Linked DNA regions of Mus musculus: all the other regions are linked to region 3. Evidence: chromatin contacts called from public Hi-C data. All regions are on one chromosome and are shown on one strand. Each heading gives the region's core, a stretch centred on a gene start, on an enhancer-like site or on the middle of the called end of the contact. The rest is flanking DNA. Distances are from core to core; before and after follow the strand shown. Region 1 overlaps Smarca4 (SWI/SNF related, matrix associated, actin dependent regulator of chromatin, subfamily a, member 4). Region 2 overlaps Smarca4 (SWI/SNF related, matrix associated, actin dependent regulator of chromatin, subfamily a, member 4). Region 3 holds the start of Angptl8 (angiopoietin-like 8).

Region 1 (3,689 bases), core at 886-3,385, 150 kb before region 3:
CAGGGTTCCTGCATACACAGAACATGGCGAAATGCACACTAAAACCACAGTGGCCTCTGTGTGCTGGTGCCCAGCCTTGGGGTTGGGGTAAGGCTGAGGCAGGGTGATCACAAGTTTGAGCCCAGTCTGACCTACATAATGAAAGCCTATATCAGAAAACAACAAAAATGAGCAAGGGGCATGGATGCCTTACTGGGAAAAGGCACTTGCCACCTGCCACCAAGCCCAGTAGCATGAATTTGATATCCAGGACCCACATGGTAGAAAAGAATTGACAAGTTGTCTTCTGATGTCCATGTATGTGCTTATGGTATAAGCTCCCACATATACACACAATAAGTACTGTTTTAAAAATACTGAGCCGTCAAATTGATCTTTTTTTAATGAAAGAATTGAGAGACATCCAAAAGATCCAAAATTTTGGCAGTTGAGGCCAAGATCTTGAAGCAACTAAACCTCATCCTCTGAGCTAAGCTCAACTCCTCTGTGTTAGTTGTTCTGTCCCAAGAGCCCAACCCTTGTCCATAGCAGCAGGGTTTCAGTCTTCTAGACAGGAAGCATCGACGGGGCATGAAGCTTTGACAACTATAATAGCCTCTGTCTGAGAGCTGTGGGCACAGATACTGCTGCTGTCTAGAGGGCCGTTATCTACAAAGCTCTGTGTACTTCAAGCGTGGGCGAAGTCCGGGATTGATCCACTGTGCTAGACAGTAAGCAGCAGAACCCTCCAAGTGAGCCTGAGTGGTGATCTGCCCCAGAGGGACTCTGGATAGCTATGAATGTTGAACCTTTATTTCTAGATGTGAGCATGACAGTAGTAAGGTCACTGACAGTGTGTGCACTTCGCTGGATTTTAATGTATCTGGAGCAATCCATATGAAAGAACCAAGTGCCAAGGCCTCAGTTTCTTCCATTCTGTACCGTACTGAAAATGCTTCCTTCACCTCATGTCACTTCCATGGTGTGAAAGGTGACTCACCCAGCAGTAGAACAGGACAGTCTCCAGAGAACAGAAAATGTGATCGTAGTGCAGTTGGTAAGGTGAAGACTCTCTTAGAGTTGGTTTGTCAAGATGGCTCTGTTGCAGGGCTCAGCCTATTTTTTTTTTTTTTTTAAGTGAAACCTAAATGCTGCACACCTAGTGAGGCAGTGACAGTGTGCATATAGGACCCTGGGGACAAGAGGTCTTGGGGCTTGATACTTGGTTTCTGTGTGAGTTTAACTAGAGTGGACAGTATCAAGGAATCTAGGCTCCACAGAGGGAAGGATTAAAGGATCGTCACCGGAAGCCTCTGAGTCTGAGGGTGGCGGTGAGCTCTGGTTTCGTTGGAAGCAGGTCCCATCACCCTAGCATGGATTCCTCATAGCCCCAATCACGTGTCACCTGAGGAAAGACAGCCTTGCCTCATTTTTCTGGTCAGATACCACCTACCTTACTCGGTTAAACTCTCTTGTTCGTTCGTTCGTTCTTTCTTTCAATAAATTTTCAAAAATTATGTTTAGGTACAGCAGTGGCTCATTTTGTGTGTACTTTTGACACTTACTTAATTAAACTTGCTCCTAGGAAGACAAGACAAGCTGTTAGGCTGTACATTGTGAGCTTAGGCAAAGTCTGGTAGAAAGGCGGAGATGAAAATGGCCAAGGGAAGTAGCTAACAGAACAGCCACAATTCTGGTAATAAATGGAACTTTTTTTTTTTAAGATTTATTTATTTATTTATTTAATGCATATGAATACACTGTAGCTGTACAGATGATTGTGAGCCATCATGTGGTTGCTGGGAATTGAACTCAAAACCTCTGCTCCCTCTGGCCCAAAGATTTATTTATTATTATATGTAAGTACACTTTAGCTGTCTTTAGACACACCAGAAGAGGGCATCAGATCTCATTACGGAGGGTTGTGAGCCACCATGTGGTTGCTGGAATTTGAACTCAGGACCTTCAGAAGAGCAGTGTTGACCGCTGAGACATCTCACCAGCCTCAGGGATGCCTGGACACCCAGGGGTTTTGTTGGGACTTGGTTGTGTGTTCACATCTGGCCATTCACATGACTGACCTCTGTATCCACTACCTCTGCTGGTCAGCCTGATCCAGACTTACCAGCTTAAATCACAGCCCTACCTCCTGCCCAGAAAGGCATTTCAAGGGCTCAGAGGTCACTTTGCAGCACCCAAGGACGGAGGCCACAGATTGTGTATGACATGCCTGTCATCCAGAAGGTTCTGAGTCAGCACTGGCCTCTGGCATGGCTGGCAGCATTCAAAGTCAGGTCCAATGACCCTTACCCTCTGTCAGGCTGTGCTAGAGAAAAGAGGGGGAAATAACACCGTAGCATCAAACTGCAGTTTTACTTCTTATTTTAGACAAGAGCTCACTATGCAGCCTTAACAAACATCAAACTTTTATTTTTTTTTACTCTTTTAATGTATGTGAGTGTTGTAGCTTGTGTGTGCCTGGTGGCAGAGAGCAGAAGAACTGGAGTTATATAGAGATGCTTGTGAGCCACCATGTAGGTGCTTTGAACCTGTCTTCCGCCAGAGCACTCTGAGCCATCAAATGAAATATTCAGGAAAACGTTTGAACCTTTTGGGTTGTTGGTTGGTTGGGTTTTGTTTTTGTTTTGATTTGTTTTTTAAAGACTTATTTATTACGTATATAGTCCTCTTCCTGTATATAGTCCTGCAGGCCAGAAGAGAGTACCAGATCACGTTATAGATGGTAATGAGCTACCTTGTGGTTACTGGGGATTGAACTCAGGACCTCTAGAAGAGCAGACAGTACTCTTAACCTCTTTATTGTTTTTTAGGCAAGCACTTGCTTTATTTATAGCCGAAGCTGGCCTCAACTTTAAGGAAATCCAATTGCTTCAGCCTTCTGAGCATTGGGGTTACAGATTGGGATCTTTTCAGATTCCTTCCTAAAGCCCTCTACTCAGATATGCAGTGAGCCTAGTTAAAAATGGAACCTGAAGGACCTGAATTACCACAGTGCTTCGCTCCTCCCTACCCTACTCCACAGGGTTTCTCAGCATAGACCTAGCTGTCCTGGACTTCATTCTGTAGACCAGGCTGGCCTGGAACTCACGGGGATCTGTAAGGGTCCTGACTACCTAGCTACCTGTAGTGGAGCTACTCTGTTCTCCTTGCTGTCTCAGGCTCCATCCATGTTAGAGAGCTGCTAGAGCAAGAATAACGCCAGCCAGGCTTGGTGGCGCACGCCTTTAATCCCAGTACTCGGGAGGTAGAGGCCAGCCTGGTCTACAAAGTGAGTTCCAGGATAGCCAGAGAAACCCTATCTCGGGGAAAAAAAAAAAAAGAATAACGCTGTGCCTGGCACGTGTGCTCTGAGCCCTGTCCCCAGCACTGTCGCACACAACAGCCAAAGGCCCATCAGAGAAGTGAGGTGGGGAACACAAGGTCTTAACTTTGAAATCAAAACATGGATGAACGTTAAGAGTGAGGTCTACAGACATGGCTCAGAGGTTAAGAGCATTGAGTGGTCTTCCAGAGGTCCTGAGTTCAATTTCCAGCAACCGCATGGTGGCTCACAACCATCTGTAATGAGATCCAATGTCCTCTTCTGGTGTGCCTGAAGACAGCTACAGTGTACTCACATACATTAAATAAATAAATCTTTTTAAAAAAAAAGAAAATTAAAGCTGGGCGTGGTGGCGTACACCTTTAGT
Region 2 (3,245 bases), core at 485-2,984, 190 kb before region 3:
GAGGGAAATGTCCATTTCATCTCAGGTTACAAATAACAGAGGGAACTCAGGATAGAAATTTAAGGCAGGAGCTTGGGTGAAACAAATGATGCAAAGACTGGAGGAAGCCTACTTTCTGATGGTGCCCAAGGCTGGACCATCCACAGTGGGCTTTCTGTATCAGTCATCAACGAGGATAATGCCCCACAGGCTTGCCCATAGGACATTCTTACGGAGGCATTTTCTCACTGAGTTCTCTTCTCAGATGACTGTAGCTTCTATCATATTGACAAAACACTAGCCAGCATTGATGTTCTCTTGAATTATTCTAAAAGAATGTGGGCTGCCATATTACAGCACAAAGCCACTGTCAGCGGTTTTAGTATTTTGTTTTATTTTTATTGTTTGAGACAAAGTCTTACTGCCTAGCTGAAGCTGGCAGCCTGCGTCAGCCATTGTGCCTGAAGCACAGAGCCATTTTTCTAAGCCATGTGGGGGACTGAAGGCAGCAGTCTCACCTTACAAAAGTAAGCTTTAGGGGATGGTGCTGAGTCAGCACTGTAGCAGTTTCTCTTCTAAGTTCCTGGTGTCAGTGTCACTCTGCTTGTCCCTGGCCTCACACGCTTTTTAGAGTTGTATGTCTGTGGAAAATTGAGATGAAGGGCTACAGAGATGGCTTAGCAGTTGAGGGCATTGACTGGTCTTGCAGAGGACTTGGGTTTAATTCCTAGCATGCACATGGCAGCTCCCAACTGTCTATAACTCAAGATTTAGGGGATCTCATGCCCTCTTCTGGGGTTCCTATTGGGGTGCCAGGCACATATATAGTGAACAGAAATACAAGCAAAAAAATTTTTTTTAAATATAACTGAGACTCATTCGAGCATTTTTTTAAAAGATTTATCTATCTATCTATCTATCTATCTATCTATCTATCTATCTATCTATTTATTATATGTAAGTACACTGTAGCTGTCCTCAGACACTCCAGAAGAGGGCGTCAGATCTCGTTACGGATGGTTGTGAGCCACCATGTGGTTGCTGGGATTTGAACTCCTGACCTTCAGAAGAGCAGTCGGGTGCTCTTACCCACTGAGCCATCTCACCAGCCCCATCCCAAGCATTTTAATCCAAATTTTAGGGTAGAGAAATTATCAGGCCTCAGTCCTTTTTACCTTCAGAGTGATGTGCTGCGTCTTCTGTCCTCCTCCTTGGTTTCTGATGCTGTAGCTCAGACCAGTCTCCTCCTTGTGATCTCTGCATTTGGGTCCCGGGGTGGGAACTGGGGAGTCTTTGCTCCTGACAGTCACTTTCTTTCAGCCTCTGGATGAGACCAGCCAGATGAGTGACCTCCCTGTGAAGGTGATCCACGTGGAGAGTGGCAAGATCCTCACTGGCACAGATGCCCCAAAAGCCGGGCAGCTGGAAGCCTGGCTTGAAATGAACCCAGGGTGAGTTAAATGCTTCCTTTGTGGGACTTGCGGCTGGGGCAGTGGTACTTGCATTTGAGGGCCAGATCAGGTTCTAGGGAAAGTAAAGCTGCTACTTGCAGGCAGAGCTGCATCCAAATACTGCTGTGTTCCCTAGGTATGAAGTAGCCCCCAGGTCAGACAGTGAAGAAAGTGGCTCTGAAGAGGAGGAGGAGGTAAGAGACCACTTTGTTTTAACTGTTGTTGGGGTTTCCACCTTGTTTGTGGATGTCACCCTGTGGACTGTGCCCTTGTGCCTTGTGTGCTGGCAGGGCATGGTGTGGCAGGGGCAGCCACAGCTCTGGGCTTGCCTGGAAGTGGTGCTTCAGAGCTTTGCTAACTTGTGGACTGTTTCCATTCAGGGCAATCCAGTTTAATCATTTCCTCGGTTGCACTGGCCACATTTCAAGCACCCAGCATCACTCCTCTGAACGCTCTGCTGCTTTTGCCCATTCATCAGTGCTGTGATTGAACAGTCATGAGTGCGTGCCCCATATATGCGGCTGCCTCGCCTCAGTGTTCTCTTGCTCATGCCTCTTGATGGCTCCTGCCTACATCTGTTTCTCCCTGGGCTTTGTGTTCCCCTTCTCCCCACATCATTAGGCCGATGGAATGCCATCTACTCAAGCCTTCCCTGTTGAATTGCTGTGTTAGAAAGAGGACTTGTGGTTTTTATGTCTACTGGAGTCTTGAGGGCCACCTGCCTACATAAGAGTCAGTTTTAGGTGCATATGTATATATCTAAGCTGTTTGTTTGTTTTTTTGTTTCAGACAGGGTCTTGCTATTTTTTGCACATTCTGGCTTGAAGCTCAGACATGCATCCTCCTGCCTTTCTGAATGCTAGAGTTAGTTATACCTGTTACTACCATGCCCTGTAGAGAATATTGTGTTCTAATGTAAACAGCTTCATTGAGATCTAATTTACATAAACTGGAAAGTTCAATTATTTCTTAGTTAACATATGGAACTGCGGATCAGCTCCTCACACCAATTAGAAAGCAACCTTTAAGCTGTCTGTGGCTGTCTGCTCTCCCTTCCCTTTATGCCCAGCAAGCCACAGAACCGTTTTTGTTTGTTTGTTTGTTTGTTTTTTATTTCTTGTTGGATGAGTCTTCCTGTATAGCCCAGGCTAGCTTCGACTTAGTATCCTCTAACTTGAGTCTCACGAGTACTAGGATTACAGCCACGCACCCCACAGAGCTCACCACTCTGCTTTCCATCTCCAGATTAGCCATTTGTAGACTTGCTGCAAATGGAGTCGGAGCACCAGTGTGTTGGCATGTTACCGAGGTTCATCATGTGTTGTGTGTGTTGTAAGAACTTGATCTTTTTATTGCTGCATTGTGTTCCATTGTATAAATATACCACATTTTGTTTACCTGTCCACCATCGGTTGACACTTGTATTTCTGTTTTTACTATGAATAATTACGTTGTGAACATTTGAAAACATGGTTTGTGTGGACATATGTTTTCATTTTTCTTGGGTAGATGCCTAGGCGTGGATTTGCTGGGTCACGTGGTAAGTTTATGTTTACTTTCTAAGACTGCCCAACTGTTCTCCAAAGTGGCTGTACCATTTCACAGGTTCCAGTTTTTCCATGTCCTCACCAACACTTGGTATTGTCTGTCCTTTTGCTTATGGCCATTTTAGTGGGTGTGTGGTGGCATCTCATTTGGTTTTCATTTGCATTGCCCTAGTACGCAGTGATGTTAAGCATCTTCATGTGCACATGTGCGCCATCCAGCCATCTTCCTCAATGGAAGTCTGCTCAAGTCTGGTCTTAACTGGGCTGC
Region 3 (3,401 bases), core at 815-3,314:
GGGACATGAGGGACCCACTGGGGAAAACCTATCCCTGCTCCATCCCCCGTCCCTCCAGGGCAAGGTCACTGCACTGACCGGCAAGGCCTGGCTCTGGTCTTCACCGGCCATGTACTGGATCCGCACAGCCAGGTTGCGCACAGAGCCCTGGCGACTGCTGAAATTGAGGCTGTGTGGGTACACGAAGAGCAGGTTCCTGGAAAAGGAGGGGTGGAGGGACGGAGGACCCTTTAGAGGGCTGGTGACACACAGTCATGGGAGAGATGGACATGAAGCACATGCATGGAAAACAGGGTGGGCTGTGACCCCAGGTGACACAGACAGTGGGTGGAACCTCTGTATGCACACATCTAGCTAGATTCAGGGAGCTACAAGGCCAGGCACAGATGGGTGCTGAGAGTCAGAGGTGTTTTTGTTTTTGTTTTGTTTTTCTAATTCAAGGTCATCCTGGTCTACATAGCAAGTTCTAGGTCAGCCAAAGCTACATAGGGAAATCTTCTCTCAGCAAAACCAAAACAACTAATACCCGAGACAGGGTCTCATCTTGCTCAGGGCAGATCTGAGTTTGCTATTTAGCCTAGAAGGACTTTAAGGTCTTAACTTCCTGTCTCCACCTCCAGAGTGCTGGGGTGACAGGCATATCAGGTACTGGGGGTGGAACCCAGGGCTTTGTGCACACTAGGCAAGTACTCTACCACCTGAGCCCTGGCTCCAGCCCCCGAGGGCCAGAGGTCTGGAGAAGTGGCTCAGCAGTTAAGGGTACGCACTGCTCTTTGAGAGGATCCAAGTTCAGTTCACAGCACCCACTTCAGTCAGCTCCAGGGGGACCTGATGCCTCTGGCCTCTTTGGACATCTCTGTTCAACCCTGCCCCCCAACAATAAATAAATAATTAAAAACATAAGGTGGTCCCACCAGTAGCCAGGTGGCAGACTGGCCTCCCGCAGCCCACACTACCACCTTATTGGCTCCCTGGAGTTATCTATAGGGTCTGTCTTTCAGATACAAAGAGAACCGGAACCTGGTCTTGCCTCTTCTCCCCAGCTGTAAGTGCACAAGCCCCAACCCTGTAGGCCCCCTTAAGCTGTGTGATGGAGGCATCTGGCCTGCTAGCTCAGCCTCTGAAGCTCTGTACCAACAACCAGTAACAGCGAGTCTCCACACAGAACAGTGAGTGGGTCTCTGTGACAGAGTCCTGTGACTCTCGGTGTCAAGCTCATCGCGAATGACTAACTTCACGGCCATTTTCTGTGGTGCTAGCGATGGAATGCTGAGTGCCCCGAAAGCCTTCTACCTCTGAGCATCACCTCAGCTCTTGTTTTCTTGCCATAAGAGAGGATCTAGTTCTGTAGCCCAGGCTGGCCTTGAACTCATGTTCCTCCTACCGCAACCTCAGAGTGTAACGTTCTATTTGCAAGGGAAGCAAGGCTGTTCCTTTGAGTGCGCAAAGTGGATGTTCAACAAATGCTTAGTACTACTTGTGGGACGCCTAGGTAGAGAAAATGGGTTGCAGTACTTGCCCTGTGTGTTCTAGGAAGTTAAATCGAAGTTAGCACAGATCATAAACCATGCGGGGAGTCAGGCTCCATGATCTCAGAAGGAGGATGTCTGTCATGTCACTTTTTCGCCCCTCCTCCACAGCTATTGGCCACACCCAGTGACCCCTGCATTAGCTGTCTGCAGGAAGGAGACAAGGCTGGAGCCCCTGGATGGCCCTTTGGGTGGCCCAGCAATACTGGGCCTGCTGTGTTGGATGTGAAGGGAGCCACGTTCTACACTTAGATGGGAAACTGAGGCTCAAGGCAGTGATATGCTCATACAGACACTGGCGCTGAGAGCTCTGGTCTGAGCTTGCCCACTACCTCCAACCCCCACACACAGCTGGCCCTGAGTTCTAGCAGCGTGATATCAGCATGGCCTGCTTAGCCATCAGTCTGATGCAATGGCTGAGCCTCCGCCAGGCCCTTGTGCAACCATGGCCGGTTAACCATTGACCAGGGGGGTCAATGGCAGCCTATGGAAATAAAAGGCAGCCGCAGCGGCCCGGGAACCACACCCACGAAACTGTCAGCCATGGCTGTGCTTGCTCTCTGCCTCCTGTGGACCTTAGCATCAGCAGTGCGACCCGCTCCAGTGGCCCCTCTGGGTGGTCCAGAGCCAGCTCAATATGAAGAGCTGACCCTGCTCTTTCACGGGGCCCTGCAGCTAGGCCAGGCCCTCAATGGCGTGTACAGAGCCACAGAGGCTCGCCTGACAGAAGCTGGGCACAGCCTGGGCCTCTATGACAGAGCACTGGAATTCCTGGGGACAGAAGTCAGGCAGGGCCAGGATGCCACACAGGAGCTTCGCACCAGCCTGTCGGAGATTCAGGTGAGCACTGGAGCTGGGTGTTGGTGGCAGGTAAGAGTCTGAGGAAATGGTAAACCCAGAACAGAGGAAACATACCCTGATGACACACCATCCTTGAGCAGGTGGAAGAGGACGCTTTACACCTTCGAGCTGAAGCCACAGCCCGATCACTGGGGGAAGTGGCCCGGGCCCAGCAGGCTCTGCGGGACACTGTACGGAGACTACAAGTGCAGCTGAGAGGCGCCTGGCTCGGTCAAGCCCACCAAGAATTTGAGACCTTAAAGGTAAGGGACTCCCAGGTCTGAGAGGGGTATAGCCTGCTTCTCAGAAAGAGGCCACCACTGAATCCTGGGCTAGAGGACCCTCCAGTTGTATATGGGGTTCCAGCCTCAGTGACCTTCTGGAAGTGACCTTTGCAAGTAAGGGCAAGAAGCAGGCACAGCTGTGGTTCTAGAACTCCAGAGGCAGGGGCAGGAGAAATAGAAGGTTAAAGGCAGCCTTGGCTACAAAGTTAGGCCAGCTGACTACATGGTGATACCTTGTCTCAAAGAGAACAAGAGAAAGAACAATCCTAGCACTGGGAATAAAGGCAGGTGTGTGTGTGTGTGTGTGTGTGTGTGTGTGTGGGTGTGTGTGGGTGTGTGTGTGTGTGGAGTCCAAGGTGATTTCTGGCTAGGTAGACATCCGGGTTAAGCTTGGGGTACATGAAGCCCTGTCTCAAAATATGTAAATGAATGAATGAGTAAGGGACCAACAAGGTAGTTAGTTCAGCAGGTAAAGGCTGCCAAGCCCATGACCTGAGATGGATTCCCAGGACCCACGCAGTCCTGGTGCTATGTATCAAGAAACCAATCAATATTGTTTGATGTGCATCTACAAACTATACAGAGCAAGTCCCATTTTAGATATACTTTACAAACAGGGAAACTGAGGCCAGAGGGTCTTGGACATTTGCTGGGCCCCATGGATGGTAACAGAGAAACTTGCAGTGGTCAGGAGATGGGAGGTGACCCAGATCTCCCAGCTAAGGTTTATATACTACCCCACAGGCTC

Evidence for each region. Hi-C and Micro-C count contacts between places; a contact is called where the count stands out from the background.
Region 1: a Hi-C map of liver shows a contact between it and region 3, with 2.0 times the contacts expected there. The contact joins the enhancer-like site here to the promoter of Angptl8 in region 3. A contact is called at or near these places in 9 of 39 promoter capture datasets (HPC-7-derived erythroid cells, the SN4741 cell line, embryonic stem cells and 3 more), 4 of 484 Hi-C or Micro-C datasets (bone marrow-derived macrophages, embryonic stem cells and liver), 3 of 115 datasets of contacts at active chromatin or transcription factors (acute myeloid leukemia, double positive thymocytes and embryonic stem cells) and 5 of 9 other capture datasets (adipose tissue, embryonic stem cells, liver and 2 more).
Region 2: a contact with region 3 is called in a Hi-C map of liver, with 1.9 times the contacts expected there. The contact joins the enhancer-like site here to the promoter of Angptl8 in region 3. A contact is called at or near these places in 4 of 39 promoter capture datasets (the 3T3-L1 cell line, embryonic stem cells and hippocampal neurons), 8 of 484 Hi-C or Micro-C datasets (B cells, bone marrow-derived macrophages, embryonic fibroblasts and 4 more), 1 of 115 datasets of contacts at active chromatin or transcription factors (embryonic stem cells) and 3 of 9 other capture datasets (adipose tissue, embryonic stem cells and liver).

The regions. Positions count from the first base shown.
Region 1 is chr9:21,688,071-21,691,759 of GRCm38.p6, forward strand. All of the region lies in intron 29 of Smarca4 (SWI/SNF related, matrix associated, actin dependent regulator of chromatin, subfamily a, member 4), which reads left to right. Among named protein-coding and RNA genes, the nearest start is that of Gm26511, 33 kb to the right of the region's middle. Within about 2 kb of position 2,136, at least 9 of the 459 cell types and tissues checked have an H3K27ac peak or open chromatin away from gene starts, as enhancers often do. A contact at or near this core is called in liver, where this site is marked.
Region 2 is chr9:21,646,052-21,649,296 of GRCm38.p6, forward strand. Smarca4 (SWI/SNF related, matrix associated, actin dependent regulator of chromatin, subfamily a, member 4) reads left to right here. Exons shown (of 34, transcript NM_001174078.1): 12 at 1,300-1,430; 13 at 1,567-1,624. Among named protein-coding and RNA genes, the nearest start is that of Smarca4, 32 kb to the left of the region's middle. Within about 2 kb of position 1,735, at least 10 of the 459 cell types and tissues checked have an H3K27ac peak or open chromatin away from gene starts, as enhancers often do. A contact at or near this core is called in liver, where this site is marked.
Region 3 is chr9:21,833,446-21,836,846 of GRCm38.p6, forward strand. Angptl8 (angiopoietin-like 8) reads left to right here and starts at 2,065. Exons shown (of 4, transcript NM_001080940.1): 1 at 2,065-2,369; 2 at 2,471-2,632; 3 at 3,398-3,401. The coding sequence starts at 2,073. It overlaps Dock6 (dedicator of cytokinesis 6), which reads right to left. Exons shown (of 50, transcript NM_177030.3): 15 at 79-196.